Linked DNA regions of Sus scrofa: region 1 is linked to region 2. The links are chromatin contacts, called in public HiChIP or PLAC-seq maps. All regions are on one chromosome and are shown on one strand. Each heading gives the region's core, a stretch centred on a gene start, on an enhancer-like site or on the middle of the called end of the contact. The rest is flanking DNA. Distances are from core to core; before and after follow the strand shown.

Region 1 (4,774 bases), core at 1,830-4,329, 180 kb before region 2:
GGTATCCCACAGAAGCAGGAGGGAAGGAAGCCGACAGATGTGGGTGTGAAGTCATTCCCTTCTGGGGGCTTCTGTTCTCTTGATGAAATAGGAAACTAAGGTTATCAGCTGAGAGAGAGGTTGAAGAAGATAAACAACTTTGCAAAGAGAATAGAAGATATTCCACAGTCATCCAGGAGGGTAGGAGGGTGAACATGCTTGGGAAACAGTGTGTGGTGGATGGGCAGCAAGGAGGTCCACTGGAGGTGGGAGGTCATGAACCTGAGAGGACCTTATCACAAGGATGTGCAGAAAAGGGAACTGTCACACAATGTCTGGAGGAATTAAATTGGTGCAGACACTGGTTTCTCAAAACACTAAAAAGAGAACTACCATATGACCCAGAAGTTCCTCTTCTGGGTATATATCCAGAAAAACAAACAAATAAACAAAACAAAACAAAAACAAAAACACTAATTGGAAAAGACACATGTACCCCAATGTTGACAGCAGCACTACTTACAATTGCCAAGAAACAGAATCAACCTCAGTATCCATTGATTGGTGAATGGATAAAAAAGATGTGGCATATGTATATACATACACAATGGGATATTAGCCACAAAAAGAGAATAAAATTTTGCCGTTTACAACAACATGGATGGACTTGGAGGTTATTATGCTAAGTGAAATAAGTCAGAGAAAGACCAACACTGTATGATATCGCTTATATGTAGAGTTCCAACTCAAAGCTAAAAAATAAAACACACTAGTGAATATAACAACAATGAAAAAAAAAACAGAATCACAGATACAGAGAACAACCTAATGGTTACCACTGGTGAGAGGGAAGGGAAAAAGGTAAGACAGAGAGAAAGGATTAAGACGTACAAACTTACGTACAAAATAAATAAGGATATACTGCACAACACAGGGAATATACTCAATATTTTATGATAACTATAAATGGAATATAACCTTTAAAAATTATGAATCACTATGTTGTACATTTGTACCATATAATATTGTCTATCAACTATACTTCAACAGAAAAATTTAAAACTAAATGGAGTCTGCACAGTGTGGTGGTATGTTAAGAGCACCAGGTGCTGAATTCATGAAGAGCTGGATTTCCAAGAGCCCATCACATGACAAGCATGATGCCTCACTCACTTTCACCCTAATTATGAGCGCCCCCAGCCCACAACAAGGCAGGAGTTACTATCTCCATTTTACTAATGAGGGGACCAACACAGAGAGGCCAGGTGAGGTGCCCAAGGCCAAGCTAGAGAAAGAAGCAGAACCAGATTTCACACCAGTCTAGGCCAGCACCCCCACTGGCAATGCCACACAAATGGTTGTCTCAACATCTGAGCGCTCCTTCCCACATTTAGGCCTTTATAAGGGTTTCCAAAAGAACTTTTTTCTATTTTCATTTTTTGCATGAAGTGTCTAGTTTCTGTTTTTGTCTTTTTGTTTGTTTTTGTCTTTTTCGGGTGCACCCACAGCATATGGAAGTTCCCAGGCTAGGGGTCAAGTTGAAGCTGTAGCCACTGGCCTACACCACAGCCACAGCAATGCCAGATCCAAGCCTCATCTGCAATCTACACCACAGCTCACAGCAACATCGGATCCTTAACCCACTGAGCAAGGCCAGGGATCAAAACTGTGTCCTCATAGATGCTAGTCAGATTCGTTTTCACTGAGCCACAAGGGGAACTCCCAAATGTCTAGATTATAAACAAATACTCCAATATAAATATTTCGATGGTCAACTCAATTCAAATGAATAACAGCTGCTTTCTTAGTAACGGAAACTAGAGCAGAGGTAGCAGGTTGGTAGGGAGAGAAAAGGTAAAATGGACTACTCTTCTGAGCCTAGAAAGAAAAAGGATAAGAAACGATCTAATACTTGGTCAGGAACTAACTTAATAAGAGACTGACTGATCCTGATTTCCCTACATCCTGAAAATCAAAACAGGATCAAGGAAGTTTAAAAAGTATTTTTTTCCCATAGAATTCTTTATTTTATTTTATTTTATTTTTTTGTCTTTTTAGGGCCACACCCATGGCATATGGAGGTTCCCAGCCTAGGATTTGAATCAGAGCTGTAGCCGTTGGCCTAAACCACAGCCATAACAACGCCAGATCTGAGCCGCATCTGCAAACTGCACCACAGCTCTCGGCAACACTGGGTCCCTGACCCACTGGGCAAGGGGTTGAACCTGGGTCCTCATGGATGCTAATCAGATTCATTTCCGCTGATGGGAGCTCCCCATGGAATTCTTAAAGACAATAATAGGACGCACCCTACTTATTGCCAAAGTTGAATTCATCATCATTTAGGCCCACATTTTCTTAGTGTACCTGAGTGTCTTTAAAAATATATATTTGGGTATCTTAATATTGACAAAAACAATAATAATAGCACAGAATAATGACAACTGACTGAGCACCTGTGTACAGCAAACATTGTGAAAAGTCCTTTACCTTGTTCCCTGGGTTAAACCTCACTCCATGAGGCAAGTATTTTAGTCACTACTTTGTAGATTCTGGAACTCAGAGGGCTTGAGAAACATGACCCAAGTCACACACCAGTAAGTGACCTGTGGACCTCCAGGCCTGGATTAGGCAATAAACAGGGAGGAGATGTTCTTTACAACCAGAGATGGTCACAATTACATCACAGAATTATCATTAAACTGAAATCATAGGAGTTCCTATTGCTCAGCGAAAAATGAACCAGACTAGTACCCATGAGGACTCAGGTTTGATTCCCGGCCTCAATCAGTGGATTAAGAATCTGGGGTTGCCTTGAGCTGTGATGTAGGTCGCAGATGTGGCTCAGATCTGGCATTGCTGTGGCTGTGGTATAGGCCAGCAGCTGCAGCTCCTACTTGACCCCCAGCCTGGGAACTTTCATATGCCAAAGTTGTGCTCCTAAAAAAAAAAATACAAAAAAACAACAACCCTTAAATCATAGACTTTCTGGCAATTCAGTCAGGGAATTAAAGAGAAGCTGTTCCCCAAATCCAGACCAGGCTTCATAAGAGGAAGACTAACATCCCTAGTGCTGTTAGCTATGACACAGGGCAAGCCCACGTGGCTCTCTTCTGAAGTTTTCAAAGAACAAAACCGAAAAACAATTCCACTCATTCCCTATTGAACCAAGTGTTGCCTGTGTCTGAATGAATTCTGGACAGAGATCAGAAAGGGACTCAGACAAAAGGGCCTCCAGGAAACAGCTCCCTGTCGCAGTTACACCAGGGAGGCTGCCTTTGAAGTCTCTTCCAACGGTTTTGCTTACAGAAGATGTTTTTCTTCCCAAGACAGTGGACCCAGCCATTGGACAAGAGAAACAAAGGATCCCATACCTGCCTATGTTAGGATTTTTGTGTTTGTTTTAAACTCTGCTTCTTACCTGGATCCACATCAGAAGAGCAAGGAAATGAAAGGGCTTCCTCAGAACTGAAAGCCTCGCTGCTGGCCTCCTGGCTGGGTCTCTGCAACACGTAATCCCTTATGTCACAAGCGGATGGCAGGTCCAAAGCATTGCTTCCCTCCCACTGGCTACTGGGGTGGCATCCTGGGTGGCCATCGCCCTGCCATGGCAAAAGAGAACAATTCAATACAGAAGGCATCGCCTAAGAGGAACCCCCAGCACAGTCATGGCTCAAAGCACCTCAAAGCCCCAATAACAGGAGAACCAGAATAATTTACTTTCCTGTCATTAATGGTCCTCCTGGTCTTCACTTTAGACCCAGTATTTGCTTATCCTGTTTCTTCATCAAGAGAAACAAATACTCACAGCACAGAAAGAAACCATGAATAACTTCAGCTGGAAGATGAGCCGCCTATCTGATAAGGATGAACTACTGCATGGCACTATAATCCAAGGACTGTATGAATAGCTAATGAAAAGGGGAACACCCCACATTTTAAATGGGACAACATTTTTAAACCATAGGTAGGGTCTGATCCAGATTTCATAAAGTAAAATACTCTGTGTGGGATGTGTGTATGAAATATATACAGACCTGTAGTGATAAAACAAAAAAAAAGTCTGGAGGGTAGGCATTCCTGTTGTGCCTCAGTGGAAACAAATCCGACTAGGAACCATGAGGTTGCGGGTTCCATCCCTGGCCTTGCTCAATGGGTTAAGGATCCGGCGTTGCTGTGAGCTGTGGTGTAGGTTGCAGACGCGGCTTGGGTCTTGCGTTGCTGTGGTTCTGGCACAGGCTGGCAGCAACAGCTCCATTAGACCCCTAGCCTGGAATCTCCATATGTCGTGGGTGTGGCCCTAAAACGACAAAAAGATAAAAAAAAAGTCTGGAGGGTATATCCCAGATTAATTTCAGTGGCAATTAATTCAGTGGTTTAATTTCTGGGTAGTGAGATTACAGGTGATTTGCATTTCCTTCTGTGGCCTTCAATTGCTGACACACTGGGACTGGGGAGCAAAGGTGAATGTGACAGAGGCCTCCTTCGAGTTACACAGGGACGATCCCAAACATAGGGACAGTGTTAACACGATGGTAAGATGGAGAGGAGGAGGTAGGCTTTTTGCAGGAAGGTGTCCCCACACATGGGGCAGGCTGGGCCATGGTGGGGGTTGGGGGGGGCAGCATGAGCCCCAGAAGAATCAGCTTGGGCAACGACAAGTGGCATGGGGTGTCAGGAGTTGAAAGTGAGAGAAGCAAGGACAGTTTACACACTGGGTGACTGGGGAAGGACAAACCCTGTGGTTTTGGATGGATGGTCATGGGGCCTCTGCCAGCTCTGGGAAGGGCAGCAG
Region 2 (4,378 bases), core at 42-2,541:
ACTTTTCTCTCCCTTTCTCTCTCTTTTAACAGAAATTTGATGCTGATCCAGTTGAATTATTTGAAATTCCAGTAAAGGAATTAACATTTGACCAACTACAGTTGTTGAAGGTAGTAATAATAGCATAAAATATAAATTATCTTTTAGTAAAATATAAATTACCTGTTTGTACTTGTCTTTGTATCGTGATGTCTTTGCACATTTGGATGACTACACACACACACACACACACCACACACACACACACACACACACACACACAGCATGCGTAGAGTTTATGTTTTGGTTTTCTGTTCTATTATGCAGAACGGGTATCAGCTAATCCACCTTCCCTTCTTTAACAATTTCCGTGGACCCCATTGGTTTTTGCTTTTGTGAAGGAGCTGGGTTATAAGTCTTTATAGGCCATAGGGGCTAGCCATAATCTTAGATTGTCTCTGGTCTGTTTTAGCGTTTTATAATTTTACACTTGGCCTTTTATGTTATTGTTGGTTTTTATACCTATGCTATTATCTAAGATCCTTGTGTATTTTTCCATAATGTTACATGATCCCTCTTCCTATTCTCGTTAGATACCTAAATCCCTACTTGGGTATTTGATCATGATCTTATATGTATGTATAATATTAAATATATACATCAGTAAGTGTTTATTATTAAAGTTATTATTATTAAATAATTCTGTATTTTATAATTTTCTCTAAATAGCTTTTCAAGTTATAATTCTGTTAACCATATCTCCATAAACTAACACCTTTTTTTCTGATTGCATTTTGGGCATTTTCTAGCTCACTCATGTGACTGCACTGAAATCTAAGGATCTGAAAGGTATGTACCAATATGAAAACACTGTTTTCATTTCATAGTTAGCGTGTATAGAGTATTTCCTTATCCATTTTTAACTTACTTTTGGTGACCTTAATATAACACTGAGTTATATAAATGTAATTTTGTCATGAAGTGTTTATGTATTGAAATGCGCCTATGACATGTGTATATAGTAAGCATGTTTCTTTACTTTTATGGATTTGATGATTAAAATTCTTTATCATTTTCTACCTGTCAATCTTTCCAGACATCCTTAAGCATTACAAAGTACAGAATATATCAGGTAGAGAATGGCTCCAGAACCAGGAGTTTGAATCTCAAGCAGGTTACTTTATTTAACCACTCTGTGCCTCAGTTTCCTCACAGCTTGTCCCTTTTTTTTGCTTTGTAGGGCTGCACCCATGATATATGGAAGTTCCAAAGCTAGGGGATGAATCAGAGCTACAGCTGCTGGCTTACGCCACAGCCATAGCAACACAGGTTTCAAGCCGTGTCTGCAGTCTAAACCACAGCTCACAGCAACACCAGATCCTTAACCCACTGAGCAAGGCCAGGAATCAAACCCACAACCTCATGGTTACTAGTCAGATTTATTTCTGCTGAGCCACAGCGGGAACTGCCTCAAAGTCTGTCCTGTCTTAAAAATCCCTTGTATGGAGTTCCTATTGTGGCACAGTAGAAACAAATCTGTTTAGTAACCGTGAGGTTATGGGTTTGATCCCTGGCCTCACTCAGTGGGTTATGGATCCGGTGTTGCTGTGAGTTATGGTGTAGCTCACAGACACAGCTTGGATCTGGTGTTGCTGTGGATGTGGCATAGCCTGAGCAGTGGTAGCTCTGATTCGACCCCTAGCTTGGGAACCTCCATATGCCTCGGGTGCAGCCCTAAAAAGACAAAAAAAAAAAAAAAAAAAAAATCCCTTTGTAATTCCACTTTACTTTCTACGCCCATAGAACTTAATGATTGTCTGTCTGTTTTGGCCGCATTCTGGTGCATGTGGAAGTTCCTGGCCCAGTGATTGAACTTCTGCTATAGCAGAGGCCCAAAGTGCTATAGCAACACCACCACATCCTTAATCCTCTGTGCCACAAGAAGGCACAGTGTGTCATTTTTTTTTAACCCTTTATATTTGTGTAATGTTCTGTCTCTTCCACTAGAAAGTTAGGGGAAATGGTTTTATATTCCCTAAGACATTTATAATACTCTGCATAGAGTAGGTACTCATTACATGTTTATCTGTAGTTACCACAACAGGATAGTTACAGTGCCTTTATGAAGAAATTGTAAGGTACCAAAGACTCCAAAGAGTATCCCCAGAGCATAAATATGGCTTTACAAGCTAGTAGATATAGTTCATAACTCTTTAGAGTAAAATCAATTTTACCTTTATTTCTCTAGAAAATTTTACACTATTTAGTTTTTGAATTATAATGCAAAGGGTTGGTTTTTGACTGTTTTGGTTTTTGGTTTTGGGGTTTGTTTTTTTTGTTTGTTTGTTTGTTTTGTTTTGTTTTTGTCTTTTTAGGACTGCACCCGAGGCCTATGGAGGTTCCTAGGCTAGGGTTAAGTCAGAGCTGTAGCCGCTGGCCTACACCATATAGCCACAGCAACTCGGGATCCGAGCCACATCTGCAACCTATACCACGGCTCATGGCAACTCTGGATCCTTAACCCACTGAGAGGGGCCAGTGATCAAACCCGAGTCCTCATGGATAGTAGTTGGGTGTATTAACCACTGAGCCATGACGGGAACTCCTGGGGAGGTATTTTTTAAAAAGTAATGATGCTAAATTTTTTTTTCTCTTTTGGAAAAAATTCTTATGTGCCTTGCCATAATTGATTCTTGGATTAAATGGTGATGTTAACAAAGACAGAGTAGTACCTGTATACTCTCTTAATTTCTAACTTCTGAGCTGATTTTGCTATTTCAAATAGATTTTTATTTTATTTTATTTGGTCTTTTTGCCATTTCTAGGGCCACTCCCACGGCATATGGAAGTTCCCAGGCTAGGGGTCTAATCAGAGCTGTAGCCGCCAGCCTACGCCACAGCCACAGCAACTTGGGATCCGAGCCGCGTCTGTGATCTACACCACAGCTCACGGCAACACCGGATCCTTAACCCACTGAGCAAGGCCAGGGATCGAACCTGCAACCTCATGGTTCCTAGTCGGATTCGTTAACCACTGAGCCACAATGGGAACTCCTTCAAATAGATTTTTAAGTAGAAGTCGCAGTCTTTAATTGAGGAATTAAGGACCGTTCGTGACTTTTTTTGGAAAGTATATTACACGTTTTATAAGAAAATAACCACTGTTGAGGTCATAAACTATGGTGACCTATTAATTTTGTAAAGTAGTCTAAATAAAGGTTGCCTGCTTTGAAAATGGGGGTTTTGGAGGTTAAAATTAGTAAGTACAAGAAAGAATCTCATGACTATTTCAGCATTTTTTGTCCTCTAAAAATTTAGGGAAAGGTGTTAAGCAATAAAATGGCATTTTATCTACTGAGTTTTTGTGATTTAAATTTCAGAATCTGTGGTTGAGGAAGAAAATTCTCTTTCTGAAAATCAGCCATTTCCTTCTCTTAAGATGGTAAGTTCCTTAAGAAAACTAGAGCAAGGTTATCATTAATTCTGCTATAGCTTAATAATTTATTTTGGTTTCTTAAATGGACACCTAAAAAGGCCAATTTGTATAGTGTAAAAGACAACATTAATGTAAACTTACCATACTTGTTGCTTTTTATTTTTTTGGTCTTTTTTTCCCATTTCTTGGGCCGCTCCTATGGCATATGGAGGTTCCCAGGCTAGGGGTCAAATCGAAGCTGTAGCCACCGGCCTGCACCACAACCACAGCAACGTGGGACCCGAGCCGCATCTGTGATCTACACCGCAGCTCACAGCAACGCTGGATCCTTAACCCACTGAGTAAGGCCAGGGATCGAACCTGAAACCTCATGGTTCCTAGTCGGATTTGTTAACCACCAAGCCACGATGGGAACTCCACTTGTTGCTTTTTAAAGAAGATACATTCTTTTATCTTTTTTCTTTTTCGGGCTCACCTATGGCATATGAAGTTCCCAGACTAGTGGTCAAATCAAAGCTGCAGATGCCAGCCTATACCACAGCCACAACCACCAGCCTACACCACAGCTCACTGCAACGCTGGATCCTTGACCCACGGAGCTTGGCCAGGGATGGAACCGTCATGCTTATGGATACTAATTGGGTTTGTTACTGCTGAACCACAATGGGAACTCCTGCTTTGTTTATTTTTTAAGCATAAAAGTCAGACAGATATTTAAGCGTGGTCAAGGCAAAATGAATTTGAATAGCTGATGCTTTAACTTCAATTATTTCTAAAGTTTAAAAATCACTTAACATATTTTTATAATAGGAAATTAAAAAACAGTGTGGTGTAGGTCACATACGTGGCTCGGATCCTGAGTTGCTGTTGTGGCATAGGCTGGCAGCTACGGCTCTGATTTGACCCCTAGCCTGGGAACTTCCATATGCTGCACTCGGGATCCTAAAAAGAAGCAAGAAAATA

Evidence for each region. HiChIP or PLAC-seq counts read pairs in DNA pulled down with a chosen protein or histone mark.
Region 1: an H3K27ac HiChIP or PLAC-seq map of alveolar macrophages shows a contact between it and region 2, with 5 times the contacts expected there. The contact joins two enhancer-like sites. A contact is called at or near these places in 2 of 47 Hi-C or Micro-C datasets (embryonic fibroblasts and heart right ventricle) and 2 of 2 datasets of contacts at active chromatin or transcription factors (alveolar macrophages and skeletal muscle).

The regions. Positions count from the first base shown.
Region 1 is chr17:14,618,191-14,622,964 of Sscrofa11.1, reverse strand. C17H20orf196 reads right to left here. Exons shown (of 3, transcript XM_021078198.1): 2 at 3,401-3,581. Among named protein-coding and RNA genes, the nearest start is that of C17H20orf196, 9.9 kb to the right of the region's middle. Within about 2 kb of position 3,079, at least 11 of the 83 cell types and tissues checked have an H3K27ac peak or open chromatin away from gene starts, as enhancers often do. A contact at or near this core is called in alveolar macrophages, where this site is marked.
Region 2 is chr17:14,435,579-14,439,956 of Sscrofa11.1, reverse strand. It overlaps GPCPD1 (glycerophosphocholine phosphodiesterase GPCPD1), which reads left to right. Exons shown (of 20, transcript XM_021078049.1): 13 at 33-110; 14 at 789-828; 15 at 3,360-3,421. Among named protein-coding and RNA genes, the nearest start is that of GPCPD1, 38 kb to the left of the region's middle. Within about 2 kb of position 1,291, at least 1 of the 83 cell types and tissues checked has an H3K27ac peak or open chromatin away from gene starts, as enhancers often do. A contact at or near this core is called in alveolar macrophages, where this site is marked.